Regions from separate parts of the Anas platyrhynchos genome. Here region 2 is linked to region 1. The links are chromatin contacts, called in public Hi-C maps. All regions are on one chromosome and are shown on one strand. Each heading gives the region's core, a stretch centred on a gene start, on an enhancer-like site or on the middle of the called end of the contact. The rest is flanking DNA. Distances are from core to core; before and after follow the strand shown. Region 1 has its middle 120 kb from the start of PPP1R3A. Region 2 has its middle 44 kb from the start of TMEM168.

Evidence for each region. Hi-C and Micro-C count contacts between places; a contact is called where the count stands out from the background.
Region 2: a contact with region 1 is called in a Hi-C map of liver, with 2.8 times the contacts expected there. The contact joins two enhancer-like sites. A contact is called at or near these places in 2 of 8 Hi-C or Micro-C datasets (liver and subcutaneous adipose tissue).

The regions. Positions count from the first base shown.
Region 1 is chr1:28,123,554-28,126,704 of IASCAAS_PekinDuck_T2T, forward strand. No RefSeq gene overlaps it. Among named protein-coding and RNA genes, the nearest start is that of PPP1R3A, 120 kb to the left of the region's middle. Within about 2 kb of position 1,663, at least 1 of the 8 cell types and tissues checked has an H3K27ac peak or open chromatin away from gene starts, as enhancers often do.
Region 2 is chr1:28,508,640-28,511,702 of IASCAAS_PekinDuck_T2T, forward strand. No RefSeq gene overlaps it. Among named protein-coding and RNA genes, the nearest start is that of TMEM168, 44 kb to the left of the region's middle. Within about 2 kb of position 1,757, at least 2 of the 8 cell types and tissues checked have an H3K27ac peak or open chromatin away from gene starts, as enhancers often do.

The sequences.
Region 1 (3,151 bases), core at 413-2,912:
AGGACATATGTTAGATTACTTTACTTAATTGTGCATTACCTTGCATCTGTAGGATTAATTTACAAAATTCTGATTCATTTTTTAATTTAAATGATGAAATTTTTAGAATTTTCTGTGCAATCATGCTAGGATTCAAATTTAACTTTTTTTTTTTTTTTTTTTTTTTTTTATACTGAAGCTCATGTGTAATTTGATGAACAAAAAGAACAAAAAGGGAGTAGTGGAGTAGTGATTCTCAAAGCACTGAAACACGACAGTGTATTTCCATTTACATTACTTATTTGATGTTTATATGGCTACGATATATTTGGAGAGCCAGGTTTTCCACTGGAAAAAAAATAAAAAATCCAATCATTGAACTTTAAATTTTAATCATCATAAGGTTAGTTTTGACAAGGCTGTACATCCATTTTCATACTGCACTATTGTACAACATGAAAACACTGGAATAAGAGCTAAGAATGGTCAAGGGTATGTTTGAACTTGTATCTAAACTTGCTATCACCTCACATATTGATCTTCATTAACTGAGCCTGATAGGCTACTTTTATCTTCATGGCCAGTTGTCCAATGAATTGGTAGGAAGTAATGTTCTAACCTGCAGATTTGGAAGAGTCTAGGCATAATCTGACAGAAATTTCACTGCCTTTAACAAAGCTGGAATGGGTAAGGAGGACAAATGGCTGTCAAACCAAGCAGTGGCCTGTACATTAATCCGATCCACTAAACTTGTTTATAAAATTATGAATTATATTGGGTCCTACACTAACATGAAATGAGATAAAGTCAAGAAAACAGTTGTTTTCATTTTTGAGAGAAAAAATATTTTTGCCAAAAATAAGGTAATCTATCTGAGGTCATTTAGATGATCAAGAACAGAAGGCAGGAGATCTAGTTTGTTCTTCTACTACTAGCTTTCTTTTTAGTTTTGTACATTTTCCAAAGATGCAAAAGCACTCATTTTCTGGCTGGCTGTTGAATAAAATGGGGAGCAGCAGCTAAATAGTAATTTAGCAACATTTTGTAATGCATGGAGCCATTTGGAGAGAACATAATTGACCCCTAAGAAAGCATGTACTTTCTGGTTCCCAATATGAAAACTTAAGTTATGATTTCTTGCGGGTCATGCAGTTGGATAGTCAGTATACTGTCACTTTTTTTTTTTTTTTATCTTTAATCTCTCAGTGTGATTTTTGTTTCTTTCTTTAAAAAGGCTTTTGTATTTGTACATTTATCTGCCTGCCTGTCTCAGACCACGGTTGAGTAAGTTGAAATACAGCTCTTGGACCGGTGTTGGAGGTTGTACAGGAACAATGGCAGAAAGCTTAGTTCTCATTAGGAAGTACAGTGGCTCAGCAGCACAGGTCATTTGAGGATGCTGATTCAGAAACATGGGATTAAATCAAATTGATATTTCTCCTTAATATCCTATCAGAATAATCTTCTTATCCCATATCATTAAATCACATAAGAACTTAAGATGACAGCTAAACACAATTAGAATTTCCTAGAGGATACAGCAGGGCATTGGAGTATGGCTCTAAATACATGTACAGGATTCATGTTCCTGCTCAAAAGGGTTATTTTCTCCAAGTATCCTGCCAGGATTAAGCAATTCATACTAGAAAACCATTGGCCTAACTCCCCCTTGTGCAACCAGGAGTCTTACTAGATGATCTAGGGTGACTCAAAGGCAGTACAGCTGAGGCCACAACACTGAAATATTATGGACATTACATACAAAATTTAAATCTGGAAAAAAGGGATAATAAAACTGACTCAATTAAAACTGACTGACTTAATATAAATGTATGACTAAGGAAAAGGCAGGGAATAGCAGGACATATCCAGCCTTCTCCTTTAATAAGTGTGTACTACTCTTCACTATATTTGCGTTAGTCACTTCTGAAAAGAAAGGGAGCAAAACATTCTCCTATCAATTAAAATATTATTATCCTGGGCAGAGTACAAAGTTTTGTTAAAAAGGAGATCCTCAGGGACATTCATAGGCGTAACAAAGTAATTTCCATGTTTAATTGTAAAGCTTATTTCAGTAGAAGTCAGGAATATGCTTAGGCCACCATCAGCACTGTAACACATTTCAGCATTTTGTTTCTCATTTCTCATGGTGTCTTTCTCATATTGTCTTTCTTTATAACAACAGCTTTGGACCAGCCACAGTAGTTCTGCAATTGCTTCCTTAATTTGCCAAATAATGACAGATATTGTATATAAGCATCAATCTAAGTAAATGAAAAGTATGTATTTGCTGTATACATGTTAATGATCTACAGATGTGTATTTCAAGTCTTAAATCTTTGGAGAGTACTGGTTGTAATTATTATAATTTTGCTTTAATTTTGCTGATGGCTTCCTTGATAAAAATGATAAAAATGTTGTAAACTTTACAACTAATCTTCCATAATGGGAAATGATTTCCAGAGAAAAATTAAGAACAAATAAATAAAGTAAAAAGCAACAATTCATCTGTTGATTTTTCACTAGTTTAGGTTTATCACAATTTTAATCCTCTTGGTGTTCTGCTAATTTATAGTCTCCCTGTCATTTCACTCTCTGTCTCTCTCAGCATAATATCCAATAAAAATAATAATAATAAAATAACCAACAAACAACTTTGCATCTCTAGAGAACAGTAATGTAGGACCAAAGTGTTTAAGAACAAAACTTCATTCTAAAGCCCCCTTTACTCTGCTGGCACCTAATGGAGGAATACCATCTCACTCAAGGTATCACTGGAAAATTTTTTAGGAAAATTCTATTTTATAGAGCACTTGTATGAATTACACATTTCAGAACCCACCAGCTAATGAGGATTCATTTACTTGCTTCCTCAATCCCACTTCACCCAGGAGAGTATTGAATCATCAGATAATATTTAAATTTGGTTGGTAACAGAGTAGCAGAAGAGAGAACAAGCAGGAATGAAACTTGGTATCGCAGGGCTATCACAGTTTTCTGTAGGGATCCTGGGTTCAGTTCAGGAACTACAGATGCATTTCATGAAATGCCTTTTCAAGGAATTTCTCAGCAAGTTCTCTAGTGATGCGAATTTGTGCTGCTTTAATCTTTTCCCATCCTGGAGAATCAGCTAAGCAGAAATTATGGAAGCTCTTCAAGATCATGAAAGCAG
Region 2 (3,063 bases), core at 507-3,006, 390 kb after region 1:
AGGGACTTAAATGCAGAAATAATGCATTTTTTTTCTAGTTGAAATCTTTCATTCTGTATGAGAAAGTGAAATTAGTAAAGATTCTATAAAAAATAAATGCATATGCTAATAATGCCACTCAGAGAAATGATCTAAAATGAGTAAAATTTATGACGCTTTTAAGAGACCAGTTTTCCAAGACTACTCCTCCCCAGCTTCCCCAGACTTGATAAGAATAAAAAGCATTCAGTGCCTCACTAGAAAGACATGCCCCACAATGTATAAGCTGGGAACACAATACTATAAAGCACTAGCACCTCCCAGAGGATGCTAACTGCTTGCAGCTCAGTGGCATCCCAAATAGTCTTTTCTCTCAGCTAGTTGTCTCATTTTTGGGTCTCAAATGTTGATACACCTATGAATTAAGATGCTAAATATCTTGTAAATACTACACAGCAAGTCCTCAGCAGAAGCTCTCGGAAGTTACAGTCACACTGCCTTCAGTCATACCGATAAATAATCTTCAGGTGACAGAAATCTTCCTATTCCAGGAACAAGACCTAAGAGCTGCTGAAAGCTGGGGCATTCAACTCAGTTTGGAATCAGGACATGAAACAGGACAGCTTCATTTTCTGAGTGGAAAAATGCTTTGAAATAAATTTCAGATAGAAAAGAACTCCAGATGTATAGGCTTTGTAATGGCAACACAAACTTCTTGAAATATTAGTATGCCTCATTTAAGAGAAATATTCATTTAACAGAAATTATCAGTTTTGATTAGAAGTGCTTAATTAGAAGTAGTACCTACTACTTAATTAGTAGTAGGATCTGCAGGCTGAGGCTGCAGTACTGGCTTATAATATATAAGAGCAGTGCTCTCTCAAGAAATGGACAGAACAGAAGGGTGTTGAGATGCATCTTCATCACACAGCAACACGGGGATACCTTTGTTTGATCTACAAGCTATCATCCATTTTCATGAAACCTGCTTCACTCTCCATTGAGATTACAAGAGAAAGAGTCTGGTTTCAGTAGCAGCTAGATGTGGCCTCTGTTGTCTACAGAACAATCATTGCCATGGGGAAGATAAAAGAAGCACCAATTAAATTATTAGAGTTGCATATTTTATAAGCAAAATTATAATGGAAGATTTCCAGCCCTACAAAAATCAAGGGAAGGAACGGATTCCAAGTCTCTGAACAAAAATATTTCCCAAATAAAAATAGGGGGTATTGCTTGAAAAAAAAAAAAAAAATATATATATATATATATATACATGTATATATACAGAGAAGGAAAAAGTAGTTAACCTAGAATAAGAGAATATTTTAAAAATAGAATCATTTTAATTGGTTCTTTAATTAAATAGCTTGTACTGAATCACAATAAAGAAATATAATTTATGCATCAATGTCTTAAATGCAGATCAAATAAAAATAATGCAAAAGAGACTTTATGCATTCTTTCATTCTATTATATTTATGATAAAAGTTTGCAAGCCGTGTAGTACAATATTATTTTGAAAATTCATCACACAAAGGCTGTTGTGAAATACTTCAAAGTGATTTGAGACAAACAATCTTTTTTTGGTATGTTAGTGAAAAAAATACTGTACAGAGGGAAACTTGCAATGGTGATAAATTTTCACTGAAGTGGTTTTGGCTTCCTCAGGAATTAATAAATATTGGCACTGACACACTGATAGCCTTGACACCAAGAGCTGTGACATAGTTCAGATTAATCTTTAGCAAGGGTGACCTGTATGAGTGCAATGCTCACTATGCAATGCTACTTTTTCATTTTAAGTCTACTGTTAACTACTCTGAAAAGTGCAACTGTCTGAAGTTTTACATGGATGCAAAGTTTTTGTAAGCAACTATATCAGACAGACAGATTACTGCTGAACTCAACAAAGGCAAAGCACAAGGTTCCACTAAGGACAACGATCCTTCTTGAACTATGTGATAAATAACTTTAGCTTAAGTCAGGAAACCTGGTCTCTCGATACAGGGACACATGCTTCCAATTCCAACTCTGCAATGTACTGAGAGACTTCAGATGAACTTTTGATTTTCCATGTCGCTTCAGTTGTAGTTATTTCTACTAGGCCACAAAATTCAGACTTATTTTTGCAAACTTCTGAACACGTTGGAAGTAACCTTCTCAAATGTGGAAAGAAATAAGCTTGTTAAACTGCATTTCAAACTGAAATGTGACTAAGCATAAAATAATCTCAGTCCAGGAGTAAAACTGATACATACTACTAGAGGAAACCTGTTTTATTTTTTTGGTAATGGCAGGATTGAACAGTAAACTGTAATTAGTTATAATCCTACAATGAAGTTTAATTCCACAGTATTTAAAAAAAAATCTTCTCCAGATAATCCATGCCAAGAATCCATGAATGGGTTCTCTGAAAATGTTTCATCTTACTTCAGCTAACTACTGGCATTATACCTCACAGAAGTCAACTTATTCTGTTCTTAGTCTATGTAATCAAATGGATCTAACTGAAAATATAGTTGAGGAGTTTCATGGAGTATTACCTAACCCTGAGGCATTTTCTATAGTGAGTTAAAAAAGACTTTCTGTTAGTTGATGACACTTCCAAAAAGTGAAGTCAAACCTTCAAACAAGTACTTTGAAAAATAGCTTGCAAAGACACCAAGTATGTATGCTGAAAGGTTAAATTCACAACAGGTTTCTCAAACGTGAAGTTAGGTAGAGGAATCAAATTGTCTAATGCCAATTAATGAAGTCACATTTAGCTCAATGGAAAAAAAAAATAAAAATAAAAATAAAAAATCATACTATCACGGTAAGACATGCATTTAAACAGTTTTTACATATAAAAAATCTTGACCTCTAATCTGTTTGTAGCTGGCCACAAAAGCCACAGCGAGCTCCTAAAGGTTCTGTCCTTTCCAGGTTGCCTTAAAGATCCCTGATCACATCATTGGTTAGAAACTCAAGGTTTTTCTGGTTCAAATTGAGCTTAATTGAAGAAAAATGAGAAAGCTAATCCATGGTGTAAATACCGATTAAATAATATATTCGGTAAAATACAAAAATATGGAATTGGTG